Regions from separate parts of the Mus musculus genome. Here all the other regions are linked to region 1. Evidence: chromatin contacts called from public Hi-C and targeted proximity ligation data. All regions are on one chromosome and are shown on one strand. The core of a region is the stretch at or near the end of the contact, and the rest is flanking DNA. Distances in the headings are between cores, read along the strand shown.

Region 1 (4,661 bases), core at 1,372-3,871:
ATCAAGTGTGTGTGTGTGTTTAACTTATTTAACGGAGAGCCTCATTAGGTCAGACTGGCTTGGAATTCATAATTCCTGTGTCTATCTTTCACATACAGGAATTACAGGTTTATTAGTCAAGGTTCTCTAGAGGCACAGAACTTATAGAATGAATCTCTATCTATCTATCTATCTATCTATCTATCTATCTATCTACCATCTATCAGTGATTCATTAGAATAGCTTACAGGCTGTGATCCAGCAAGCCCAACAATTGCTGTCTACCAATGCAAGATCTAAGAATCCAGTAGTAGTTCAGACCATAAGGCTGGATGTCTCAGCTGGTCTTCGGTATTCACCAGAGTCCCAAAGAAGTAGGCTTTAATTCCAAGAAGAAATGGATGTGCCAGCGAAAGCAAGAACAAACAGGAAGGGGGCAAAAGCTGCTTTCTTCCTGCATACAGGTTGCCAGCAGAAGCTGTGGCCCAGAGTCTCACCTCAGAACATTGAGATTAGAAGTGTGTCTTCTTCCCACTGCCAATGACTTAATTCATAAACAAAACCAAAATCCCTCACATGTGTACCTAGCCACTTTGGTTCCCGATGTAGTCAAGCCGGCTACCAAGAATAGCCAAATACAATAGGTATCCATCATGCCTGGCTTATGAGGTATGATTTAAGGCTAAAACTCTGTGTCTCCTTACAAAATAATATAGGAGGGTCTGGATATCTGTCTCTTTCTCCATGCATAGACCACATAATGGCACTAGTCTTTATAGAAATTGTATCAACTTATCCTCCAATACATGGTTTATAGAGGTACTTGTTTCCATGCACCCTGATCAAGAGTACTCTTGTAATAAAAAAGTTAAGTCTGATAGAACCAAATATGTACCTACTTTTACCAGTTTACGTGAGGTTCAAAGTCATCCAGAGAGTTTGGCTGGAGTGGTGATGGAGGGAGAAAGTGGTGATGGGGGGGGGGTACGGGGGGACAGAAGATTTGAGCACTGGAATTGTTAGCACATTTCACAATGTTAAAGTATGATCTTTGAACCTCAGGTCGGTCTATATTATATAACGTTTCAGTCACAGTGGGTAACACTTAGGGAGATTTACAGTGAGATATTTTACCCATCACTCCCAAGTGAGAAAGGACCAGAGGGTCTCCTCCTCCTGTCCATGTTCAGGCCACTCTCACACTTCACCTTGAGCTGGTCTAAAGACTGCTGGGTCCTTGGAAGGGAGAGCAGTTTTTCTTAGGCCATGTGACCTTGGGCATATCCAGCACTTTAACTAGCGATGATCCAGCACCATCATCTGTGGTTTTCTGTGGAATTAAATCAAAGCATCCTCTTAATTTTTTTGTAGACCTTAGCTGCTACAAAAGATCACAGGAGGAGAATCCCACCCAGAAGCTCACCAGTAAGTGAGGTCAAAAAAAAAAACAATTAAAAATTACTTAGAAACATCTACACTGCCCATGATTGCAGACACACTGGTGAGGCACATGAACACACTGAAGTAGAGGTAGAGCAAACATTCTCAATGGAATTGCAGCACATTTTCACTTCCTCTGCCACGTGTACAACTCTGTCTGAAAAGTACTAGACAACGAAGTTCTTCTATGATTTTATATTGGCAAGGCAGAGACCTCTCTGGACCTCTTGATTTATCCAGCGGGTGTAACTCGGATCATCAAGATTCCGTCCACACAGATGAAAATCTGAAAAATAGTTTTCAGGTCTGCTCTGCTTAAAATATCCCAGGAATGCTGTGTTGGCCTGTGGGACACACCAGGACAGAGATTCTAGGAGATCCTCTGGAAACAAAAGGCTAGTGAGCTGGGACTTTAGTCAACGTCTTCGAAAAGCAAGCGTTAGAACAATTACGGAAAGTTACATTGTTATTAAAATCCGGATTGTTACTTTGTTGTTACTTTTAAACTTTGAAAGAGTTACAAAAAGCTGCAGCTATTTTTAAGGTTCCAGGTCCAAAAGTTGAGCACCCCTTCATTCCTCCCAACCCCCAAATTAAAAACATCAATACGGTATCTCCAGTCTGGATCAACACAAAACCTAAGTCCATTTCTTTTCCTGAACAGTTTACTGGGGCTGCAAAAGACCCCATCTGGCTTCGCCTAGCATTAATAACTAAACAGGCAGACAAGACTGAAGCACTTTAGTGACTGAATAAAGAGCCTGCCTAGAATGTAAGCTCTGTACGGCCAGGGACATCACCAGCTCTCACTTTAAACCGCAGCACACAAAGGATTTGTGGGTACAGACTCGAACCCCAAGCCTTGGAGTCGCAGAGACCCAGCTCCAAGCGCAGCCCGGGAGTCACGTGACGCGCGCTCCGCTCGCCCCGCCCCCTTCAACCCCGGAGGTCGCGCCAATCCAGGGATCGTGCAAGTGGGCCCGGCCGCTCCGATTGTCACTGACTGAGCCTGTCGCCTCATCCCGGTCCCCAGCTCCACGCGCCAGGTCGCCAGCCAGCAAGGCGTCCCGAGCCCTCGACGTCCTGCCCCGCGGCCTGCGTTCTGACGCGGGGCGGTCCGAGGGAGCCGGGCGGAGCCTCCCCGCGCCGTGCGGCGTGCTGACGCGAGCGGCGAGCGGGGCGGGCCGGCCTCGGCTCCTCCCGCCGCGGGCCCACTGGCCGCCCGCCTCCCCCACCCTCGGCCGGTCAGCGTCCCAGACTGCGTCGCGCAGCATCGCGTCGGCCCGGCCCGGCCCGGCCCCCGGGCAGATGCCCCGAGTTGCCGCTGTCGCCGCCGCCGACTCGGCCGGTGGCGGTGTGGGAGGTGGGCGCCTGGCCCGGGGCCGCCGAGCGTGACAGACACGGCCGGGGCCGCCGGGGGGCTGTCGGGGCCGCGCGCGGACCATGTATTTCCTGAGCGGCTGGCCCAAGAGGCTGCTCTGCGCGCCGCGGAGCCCGGCCGAGGCGCCGCTCCACGTCCAGTCTGACCCTCGGAGAGCGTTCTTCGCCGTGCTGGCCCCGGCCCGCCTCAGCATCTGGTACAGCCGAGTAAGTAGGCGCCGGCGTCCCGACTTCCCCCGAGCGGCCCCTGTCCGGTCCCGACTTCCCCAGAGAGGCCCGGATCTAGTCCCGATTCTCCCCGAGCGACCCTGGCCCCGTCCCGACTCCCTCCGAACGACCACCGTCCGGTCCCAACTAACCCCGGGCGAACCCAGAACCATCCTGATCACCCTCCCTATAGTGACCCTGGAACTGGCGCGACTGCCGCCGAGCGACCCCGGACCGGTCCCGACTTCCCCCGAGCGACCCCGGCCAGTCCCGACTCCCTCCGAGGGAGCGACGGCGGTCCCGTCCCAACTAACTACCCCCGAGCGACCCCAGCCGGTCCCGACTTACCCCGAGCGACCCTCGCTCTCGAGTTGGAGCCGCGCGCGGACAGTCTCCACTGCACCCCAGTCCCCGCGTGGCACCCACAGCCGCGCGCCAGGCCTGGAGCTCCCTGGCGGAGCCCAGACTTGCCTGCCTCTCTGCCCCCATTGCCGCCGAGCCAATCTGTTGGAGCGTCCCCCAGCACTCCGGCAGCTGTGGCGTCCCCGCTCCCCCACCCCCCACCCCTGCTTTAAAGGTTGTTGTTTAGTGGAGTTCCGGAAAGCCTGTTGGTCTTTACCAAGTGTCAGAATTTACAGTCCTGTGGTAATTGATTTCTGAAAACTTAAAGACTTGTTGGGTTTGAGTGTAGATATCTGGTAACTTTAGCTCCGGGTCTCCCCCACACATCACGGACTCCAGTCCTTTTCTTGGCTGCTCTTGGACTCTGGAGAGCTCTGCTGGGATGGTTGGAGAGTCGGGGAGCTCACGTCTGTCCGCGCCGCACCTGGAAATTATTATTTCCAGGCTTAGAAAGAGCATGGGGTCAGAATTCTTTGCTTTCAGCCTGGCTTTTTTTTTTTTTTCCTCCCGTGCCTTGAGTTCCGAGTAGATAAGAGAATTAACTTGAAAAAGTAAGGGGTGAATGGGCTAGCCCCCGTCCGGTTTTTGTTGCTCCTGGACATCTGTAAAAATTACAGAATTCTGAGTTTTAAGATCCCCCCCCACACACTGCATTCAGAGAGACAGTACTAATTGATGTCAGAGTGGTGGTGGTCTTGAAAAGAGACTAGAGGTTGGTTGACCTTGCCCTTGCTAGATATGTGAAACACTGGTTTTGGTTTGGTTAAACCCTTTAGATCTCTGCTTATTACCATGGTGTGCTGATAATGCCCTTGATTGTCCGCACACACAGCTGTGGTAAAACCGATGCTAGAATTTAAGCAATTTAATTGGTTTCTCTTTTACTATTACATAGTTAGGCTATTTGTCACTAAGTTTTGGCTGACCTAATTTTCAGAAAGGTATGAAAACCGCAGGTTACTAAACAATTACAGCATCAGCAATGTGATACTCAGATCCGTGCTGAATTGAATTTTTAAATATGTGCGTTGTAAATGTAAGTTGGTACCTAAGTGAGATCCGTTTTCAATTTATGAGCAGTTGAACAACTTTTATGTAGTGCAACTATTTAAAGTCAATAGTTGTTTGGAAGAGCATAATTAGAAGTTGAATTTTACATTGTTTCCTAAATTTAGTAGTTTTGTTCGAATGTAACACTTTTAAAATCTAACGTTTTAATCATTTTAACCCCTAAGGATACAAATCTGATTTAT
Region 2 (4,661 bases), core at 894-3,393, 460 kb before region 1:
TTGATGACAATGGACTGAACCTCTGAACCTGTAGGCCAGCCCCAATTAAATGTTGTCCTTATTTAAGAGTTGCCTTGGTCATGGTGTCTGTTCACAGCAGTAAAATCCTAACTAGGACAGTGATCTATTTATGACCTATGAAAACAGGTAAGAAACATCCCTGTATACCTGTGTATACCATATATACTGAAACTGAAGAAGAACTAATGATCTTGGAGAGAGAAACTGTTGAGGACCAGGCACTGGGGAGATGTCTCTGAGCCTGACTGGGGGTGGGAGAACAGCAGATATACAACCAGAGGACCTGAGTTCAGATCCCTAGCACCCACTGAAAGAGCAGGTATGGCCACTGGCACCTGCAACCCCAGCACTGAGGAAGGGGGAATGAGGCGTGGAGACTGGTTGATCCTGGGGCCTGCTGTCCAGCCAGCCTAGTGAAAACCAGAGTTCCAGGTTCAGGTTCCTTTATCTTAAGGGAATAAGGCAGAGAGCAAATGAGGAAGTCACCTGTCCCCTGACCTCTCCCGGCTGGCCTGGCCTTTGTGCACTTATAAGGGCATCCTTACACACACACACACACACACACACACACACACACACACATAAACACACACACACACAAGCACACCCATCTACACATCCTCACATACACAAAGACTGTTACAGACCCGAGCAAAATATCTTTGAAAGCCATGCACTGCCCATCCCTGTGTCTGACCCAGGATGTATTCTTAACAGACCACCAGTTTCCACCAACCCAGAAGTTAGGATGTTAGCAGATCACATCTGGGACCTATAACAAAGGTTCCCTGCTTTGCTGTAGCCTGCCTAACTGTTGTCTCCACCAGTGTATTTGGTAACTGTCTTGACTTATGACTTTGTTCCATAATTAATACATCTCATGTGGCCCTTTGCAGTGGGATCTATCTTTCTGGTCTGCTTGGATCTGTGTTCCTGGGCTGTGGTCACCCACATTTGGCTCCAGAATAAACTATCCCATTTGAGGCAAGAACTGTGTTTTGTATCAACAGCAGAAGAACAGAGTGAGAAGTTTCTCCATGCCCCTTAGGGACAAAGAGTGGACATCCAGAAAAAGTCTGTTTTTGACTCCAAATAGCACCCACAGACATATATCTGTGGAGAAAGTTACACAGATATAAAAGGAATTCCAGGGGCTGGATCAGATCAGCTGTGGGCATGGTGTGATGTCATATAAAGAACGGGCTAGTCTGGGGCTCAGCAGGAAAGCCATGTTCATTCCCAGCAAAGCAAAACCAATACAAAACAAAAGGACTTAGAAGGCCAGGGGTCCGGCTCGGTGCATGAAGACGCTTGCTGACAGCAGTGATGACCTGGGTTCAACCCCCAGGACCCACGGGATAGAAGGATGCTGAGAAGGGGACCTATAGGACCTATACCTGTTTCTTATATTCAAAACCAAGTCAATCCAGGACATGAATGGGAGCCCAGGGCTCACCTGCAGCCATAGTTAAAAGCAGGGCAACAACATTCATATCATACTCACACCCCCATCTTACACTAGTAATCAAACCTAAGCCTTCAGTTGCCTACAACTGCTCTGGCTGTGGCTCCTCGTGCTACCTGCAGAAGTAGGGGAGTCCCAGGCCCCATTGCCTTTACAGATTTTTCGGCTTTTCTCTATATTTACTTTTTCCTCATGGATTTCCTGTTCCTCAGAATCACCTAGATGAGTCGTCTTTACCCTTCCTAATGTTGTGACCCTTTAATATAGTTCTTCATGCTGTGGTGATCTACGACCATATATATATATTTTTTGTGCTACTTTATAGCTGTAATTTTGCTACTATTATGAATGGCAATGTAAATATCTGTGTTTTCTGACGATTTTAGGCAACCCCTGTGAAATATCCCCAAAGGGGTCGCAACCCACAGGTTGAGAACTGCTGAGTCAGCCATTCTGTTTAAAAATACAGGTTCTCAGGACCTATTCTAGTCCATTAACTACAATCTTTTTAGAGGAGAGTCTAAAAGTCTGAACTTCATCTCAGGATGATTCCGGCTTGTGCCTAGTTTTAAGAAGTACGGCACTAGACAGGGCAGTGATGATATTCCTTTCACTGAGGACACAGCGCCTGGCACTTCACCAACACACCTGACTGCTTTCAGAATGAATAGGCGGAATGAGCTGCCCCGCCCCCACTCTACCCACGTGGCCGTGCCTGGCCAATGAACATTCAGTTGCTAAGATTCCACCTACCGGCAGGTGGCGCTGAGTCGACGTAAATGCCGTCCCAGGAAATGTTTTGCTGGAAATTCAAGCCTCAAAGGCAGCTCAATTGGATTATATTTTTACGTATTTACTTTGTCTGTAACTCTCACTTGTATGAGTAATTTGGTTTCTGATGGCGTGCTTTGAATGAGAGAAGCCAGGGAACGCAACCTGACAAGGCCTGGGAGGTAATGAAAGGACTGGATGGACACTCCTAATGGTCCTAGTTTTCATTCTCTATGAGCAAGCACTGTGTGTTATGAAATTACTCAAAGACACAAATGAGTCTGCCATTTCAGTAAGAGTGTAGCTAGCCTGTAATTTCTGTTAGTCATCTACTGTTTCCTTTATGGGTGTTTAATTGGACTAACCTTTTAAAACCATTTCCCTCACAAAGCTGTCTGAAGGGCTGTCTTGGCAGTCTTTTGAGACGTGGGAAGTCAGCCCACAGTTAAAGGCTGGGGCTCCGTAGCCAACGCCTCTTCCCCTTCCCCCAAAGGGCATCGGCGTGCAAGTGACTGATAGGGCTGGCCTGAACCAACAGCCAACTATCAGGCAAGACCATGGCCCCGGCTGAACTGGTTTCTTCTGCCAGCAGACCTTCAGCCAGGGGCCCTGAAGGAGGAACCATCCTGAGGTGCTTGCTGTCTTCCCAAGGCTCCAAGCCCAAAGCAGAGAGAATTGGGACTCGAAGGAGGAAGCAAGGAGTCTACAGCACAGACTCCTTGCACAAGAGGGCGTAATTCAAGGGAATCACACAGTTTAGGTCACACCATAGCATAGAGTTCCTGGGAAAGAAGAGAGGAGAGCAGGGAGGGGAGGGGTGGAAAGGGGAGGAGAGGGAGAGGGAGAAGGGAGGGGAGGGGAGGGGAGGGGAGGGGAGGGGAGGGGAGGGGAGGGAAAGGAGAATCTATTAAATTAAATGCTTTAAGGGCTCGGTGGTGGTGGTGCATGCCTTTAATCCCAGCCCTTGGGAAGCAGAGGCAAGTGGATCTCTGTGAGTTCAAGGCCATCCTGGTCTACAGAGTGAATTCCAGGACAGCCAAGACAACACAAAGAAACCTTGTCCCAAAAATAAACAAACAAACAAATACTGTGATGACTAATACCTTGTATGATAATTTTTTTAAAACAAATACTATAAAATAACAAAAGAACGGATACAATTTCTCATTTTCTTCCTTGAATAACCTGGTATACAGTTAGATAGGAGCCAAGCAAAACAGGCAACCAGAAGCCAGTGTGACCCAAACTGACTCGTAGGGGGGTGTCCTGTTTGGAGGTGTCTGGTATGAGCATAGGAGCCCAAGTGGCATGAAGACTGCATACAGATGTGTTTGAGTTAATGGGGGGCAGAGCTTCCCATTCCTGAAGAGCTAACATGCAACTCTAGGGAAAACTCTAGGGAAAGCTGCATGGGGTTGAGCTCAGAAGCATCAAGTCCACTGTGTGTGTGTGGAATAAATCTAGAGGAATGCCCGAGTCCTTACATGGTCATGTCCACATAGCCCCAGTTTTCTGCACTGGAAGGGAGGGAGATCAGCTGTGTTCTGGTTTCTAAACAGAATCCTTAAAAGGACCAAGACCCCTTAGGTTAAACGAGTGGCTGACTGTAAGACTAAGAAAAGTAGCTGGGTTCTTCAGGGCGCTCAGGCAGGATTGCAAGTACAAGGTCTTCCAGGACTGTAGTAGGAGACCTTGTCTCAAAGTGAAAAGTAAAACAGGGGCTGGAGAGGTGGCTCAGAGGTTAAGAGCACTGATTGCCCTTCCAGAGGTCCTGAGTTCAATTCCCAGCAACCAATTCCCAGCTCAGGACCATTTGTAATGCTATCTGATGCCCTCTTCCGGCATGCAGGTGTGTATGCAGAAAGAACACTCTTTCATGTTAAATAAATAAATCTTAAAATAAATAAATAAGACAAGAGCCAGAGATATGGTTCAGGGTGGGAGATCTTCAAGCACGCATGAAGCCCTTGGTTCAAGCTCAGCATTGTAAAAATAAAGAAAAATAAATAAATCACCAGTACCGTAAGTAAAATAAAATAAAAATGAGCCTGGAAAATCTTGTGCCAGAAAGTAAGACCGTGCGGAGAGAGGGATGCTTAAACTAGCTTAAACTAGCCTCAACTCTTCCTGCTGGCCAAAGCTGGGTTAATCTGAACATCAACGGAAGTGACTTTGTACTTCACAATCAACATTTATATGAAGCCATATAAGGAAATAGAGAGACGTTTTGATTTATAGTATCTAAGTTCATTTACTACAAAAGAAAAAGTGATTTACAATCAAGAAGTCTGGTGGATGTCACCTTAATGATGTCATTGAAGTACAAAGCTCAGTGGTCCGACCTTTGAGAGCATGCTTGCTTCTTTAGTGGTTCACAGAAAGATATAGCACAAGAGTCTAATCA
Region 3 (4,661 bases), core at 581-3,080, 310 kb before region 1:
TTTAAAGCGACAACACAGCTACACTCAGGCCAAGTAATCATGTAGAACAGAAGGAGGAAACCTGGTCAAGGAAGGGAAGCTAATGTCATGTTAAACGTCCTGCTTTAACGAGTGTGGTACTGTGGTACAACTAAGAGTGAAGCTGGGCCCTGAGCTTTATAAAAACCTTGACCAAGCAGGGTTTATCATTTTGAATTCCTACAAGGTAGTTTTATAGTCTTGTATTGATTTTTTGTTTGCTTGTTTTGTTTTTTGTTTTTTCGAGACAGGGTTTCTCTGTATAGCCCTGGCTGACCTGGAGCTCACTTTGTAGACCAGGCTGGCCTCGAACTCAGAAATCCGCCTGCCTCTGCCTCCCGAGTGCTGGGATTAAAGGTGTGCGCCACCACGCCCGGCTTTGTATTGATTTTTAAAGTGTCTTTGTTAAGTAGGAGAGAAAATTGTGTTTTGCCTATGACCTCAGAAGTATTTTCTATGAAGAAGTTAATCGAAGAAAATGTAAGCAATGTAATAAATTATTTGGGTATATAGTATTCTTACCAAATGTGTGTGTGTGTGTGTGTGTGTGTGTGTGTGTGTGTGTGTGTGTGTAAAGATTTATTTTGTAGATGTGAGTACACCGTCACTGTCTTCAGACACACCAGAAGAGGGCATCAGATGCCATCTCAGACAACTGTGAGCCACCATGTGGTTGCTGGAAATTGAATTCAGGACCTCTGGAAGAGCAGTCAGTGCTCTTAACCACCAGGAAACCGAGCCAACCAAAAAACCTCCTAGAAAGGAGCACACTGGAAATACTAAAAGGTTTAGGTACAGGTAGTGACTTTAGGAATAGGAGTCAAATGGTTCAGGAGATAAGAGCAAGAATCGACAAGCTGGACTTCATTACATTTCAAGGCTTCTGGGATAGACTCAGTGGACGGACACACAGCTTACAGAACAGGAGAAATATTTTTTTTTGGTTTTTTTGGTTGGTTGGGTTTCCTTGGAGGGGAGGGGTGCACAGGATCTGTCTTTGTAGCACTGGCTATCCTGGAACTCACTATGTAGAGCAGGCTGGACGAAACTCAGAGACTCGCCTGCCTCTGCCTCCCAAGTGTTGGGATTAAAACTGTGCATCACCACACCAGACCTCATCTAGACATTTCAAAGTTTCAGATCTTACATGAAGGTTTTTGAGCCATTCTTAATATATTATTATACACAGCTATAATATAATATAATATAATATAATATAAATTATTTTCAGCTGTACACTTGAGAGATATTAAGATTCAGAATATTTTTTAAAATGAAAAAAAAGAAACCCCCCCCCCACCCCACAGACCAAATACTTCAATCAGAAGACAATTCTCAATAATCAAAGTTATAAATGGATGATGGATCTGTGGAAAAAAAGAGCCACCATCATCTGTGGTAATGATGCATGACAGAAGAAAGAGCAAGACTGGGCCTGATTTACTCCAAAGGTTCTGGTGTCTTCATTCCAATCCAAGAGGTGCCAGATCTAAGTAGCAGTCACCCTTGTCCTGAACAAAGGCCGTCTGCTCTATATATAGAATAGCACGGCAAATGTGGTAACAAAAGGGAACAAGGCACATTTTTCTTAAACTTTTACAGGAGTCTCACCAGGCAGAAAATTGTTTCTCTGGTCCTATCGACTCAGAAGGACATACAAAGACCCCATAAACTATTAATCCATACATGATTAATCGATATGTGCTGGTTACTTCAAACCTGTTTGGAGACTGCTTGGTTTTTTTATGCCTTGCTGCTCTCAGTGAACGGTCTCTGACCTGGTCACCACACCTTCTGCACACATAACATTGTTCTGAGTCAGGGCCATGAAAGACTCGCAGAGGTGAATTGGGGACACGGTCCATGGAGGAGTACAAAGACTAGTAAGATTGATCATAATCTTTTCTTTACAGGTCACTTAATCCTGAGCAAGGTAAATAAATATACAGCCTGTGAGCAGAATGAATCTGTAGTTCGAAATAATCTCCAGGCACATTACTAGCTTGCTGTCAGGTTAGATGGAAGTTTGATTTGTAAAATCAGATTTTGAAAAACATTTCTATAGAAAAACCATTCCCACATGTCTTAATTACAATTACAAACAAAAAACAAAAAACAAACAAAAAAAAAAACCCAAAAAACTCCATGACCAAGGCAACTCTTATAAATAAAGCATTTAATTGCAGCCTTGCTCATAGTTTCAGAGGGTTAGAGCATTATTAGGTCTGAGAGCTTACATATTGCTCCAAAGACAGACAGACAGACAGACAGACAGACAGGCAGACAGGCAGACAGGCAGACAGGCAGACAGGCAGACAGGCAGACAGGCAGACAGGCAGACAGGCAGACAGGCAGGAAGGCAGCCCTCTTTTATCTTATCAAAAGAAGTACATCATTCAAGGTGGGCCATGGAAATGGGCTGGGAATCATGGAGTAGAGATTCTAGTGGTTCTGTGGGAAAGGCTGTTCTGTGGGAAAGGTAGCCTTTCCCACAGAACTGTTGGAATGAAGTTCAGGAGAACATCCCTCATTTGTCAAGTTGTTGTCTGCTAGTGCCTGTTTGGGAAACAGCTTTATCAGTCCTATTGAAATCCAGAGGGGGTCTGACGAAGAGAACACAGAGGCCAAATCTTGGCTCTGGTTAGTGGGTGGAATAGCATCCACCAATGGCTGGGCCTTTGAGGGAGATCATCTAAAAAACTAGTTTCGGTAAAAATGTATTTCTTTTTTTTTTAAAGATTTATTTATTTATTATATGTAAGTACACTGTAGCTGTCTTCAAACACTCCAGAAGAAGGAGTCAGATCTCATTACAGATGGTTGTGAACCACCATGTGGTTGCTGGGATTTGAACTCTGGACCTTTGGAAGAGCAGTCGGGTGCTCTTACCCACTGAGCCATCTCACCAGCCCAAAAATGTATTTCTTATGATGTTTCCCCACAGGTGTTAGTGAGGGAGACTGAGAGGAATACTTTTTACAGACTTAAAATATAAATTGTGTTATCAAGTCATTGCTGTGTCACTCCCATGACCCTTAGGCATCAGAACAAAGCAAATCAAAACTACATTGACATTCTATCTCATGACATCAGAATGGCTATTACCAAGAAACTAAAAACAACAAGGATGGTGGGGGGTGCGTTGGAGGAGGGCAATTTTTTTATGCACTGTTGCTGAGACTGTAAATTTGTCTGGCACTGTGAATATCAGAGTAGAAGTTCTTCCAAAAATTAAAACTAGAACTATTATATGATCCAACCTGAGAATACAGCCCTGCAAAGAAACCAAAGTCAGTATACCATATGGACACCTGCACACTCATCTTATTAATGCAGTGCACACAATATCAAAGAGATGGGACCGTCCTGGGTGCTGACGCAGGATAAGGGAAGAAAATGTAGCGTATGTGCATAGTGGAGTCTTACTCAGCTATAGAGAAGAAAACCATTTGTAGAGAAACAGATGAAACTGGAAATCAGGCCAGCCTGGTCTACAGAGTGAGTTCCAGAACAGCCAGGGCTATACAGAGAACCCTGTCTCGAAAAAACAAAAACAAAAACAAAAACAAAAAACACCCCCAAAAACAAACAAAATAAATAAAGAAATAAAAGCCAGGCATGATAGCTTGTGTTTGTAGTTCCATCACCAGGGAGGTGAAGACTGGTGAATCCCTGGGGCTCACTGGCCAGCCAACCTAGACCACACGGCCAGTTTGATGTAAGAGACAGACTTCCTGGAGAGACATGAGCAAGTGTCTACTCATCTCACAGGAAAGCTGGGTGTGCCAGTGGGGTGCTAGAGTCCTGTAGGATTCTGGGGAAGCTGCTGATCACTTGTCTACATTGGAATCCTGAAGAAGCAAATTAACATCTGGTGCAACAAGAGGGAGAAACTTGCCAGTGAGAGAGGACAAGCCAGCAGAAAGCACAGCTTCCTTCTTTCATGTCCCTTTCTGTGGGCTGCCACCAGAAGGTGTGAGCCAGATCTGGGGTGGTTCTTCTGACCTCGAAATATCTATAAAATTCCATACAGGGCTTCCCAGCAGCTCAGGGTTTAGTTGATTCCCGATTTAGTCAAGTTGACAACCAAGAGTAGCCATAACAGCTGGCCTTGAGCTTGTGGTTCTCCTGCTTCAGTCTCTGAATACTGGGATTATGCTCCAACTACTGTGTCTTTTAAACAATATATATATATATATATATATATATATATATATATATATATATATATACACATATGTATGTATATATATATGCATGTATATATATACACACATATATACACACACATACATATATAGTGTGTGTGTATGTATGTGTATATATATGTAGGTATATATAATGCATATATATACACATACACACACATATACACATCATACATACATACATACATACATACATACATACATACATACATTGGCCAGTCTCAGGCCAAGGAGAAAATAAATAAATAGGCCAATAAAATAAATTACCACTTAGGCCATTCTCAATGTTATCACTGCTGTTCACTTACAAAACCTTTCCCAACATCGCTGTCTTAGTGTTCTGTAGCTACAAAGAGACACCATGACCACAGCAACTTTTATAAAGGAAAACATTACCTTCCATTACCTTCATGGCAGGAAGTGTAGCTGATATGG

The links. A called contact is a pair of places that touch in the nucleus more often than the background predicts.
Region 2: a contact with region 1 is called in a Hi-C map of B cells, with 27 read pairs. A contact is called at or near these places in 8 of 39 promoter capture datasets (the C10 cell line, the HPC-7 cell line, HPC-7-derived erythroid cells and 4 more), 20 of 484 Hi-C or Micro-C datasets (the AML12 cell line, B cells, CD4 T cells and 16 more), 25 of 130 datasets of targeted methods (the 230-238 cell line, the SCID.adh cell line, bone marrow-derived dendritic cells and 17 more) and 2 of 9 other capture datasets (adipose tissue and liver).
Region 3: a contact with region 1 is called in a targeted proximity ligation map of pancreatic cancer cells. A contact is called at or near these places in 5 of 130 datasets of targeted methods (the 230-238 cell line, CD8 T cells, memory CD8 T cells and 2 more) and 1 of 9 other capture datasets (liver).

What each region holds. Positions count from the first base shown.
Region 1 is chr19:29,519,661-29,524,321 of GRCm38.p6, forward strand. It overlaps Ric1 (RAB6A GEF complex partner 1), which reads left to right and starts at 2,622. Exons shown (of 26, transcript NM_001081319.1): 1 at 2,622-3,006. The coding sequence starts at 2,863. A930007I19Rik (RIKEN cDNA A930007I19 gene) reads right to left here and starts at 2,327. Exons shown (of 4, transcript NR_015567.3): 1 at 2,230-2,327; 2 at 1,188-1,309.
Region 2 is chr19:29,061,823-29,066,483 of GRCm38.p6, forward strand. No RefSeq gene overlaps it. Among named protein-coding and RNA genes, the nearest start is that of Gm9895, 3.1 kb to the right of the region's middle.
Region 3 is chr19:29,214,476-29,219,136 of GRCm38.p6, forward strand. No RefSeq gene overlaps it. Among named protein-coding and RNA genes, the nearest start is that of Gm41829, 29 kb to the right of the region's middle.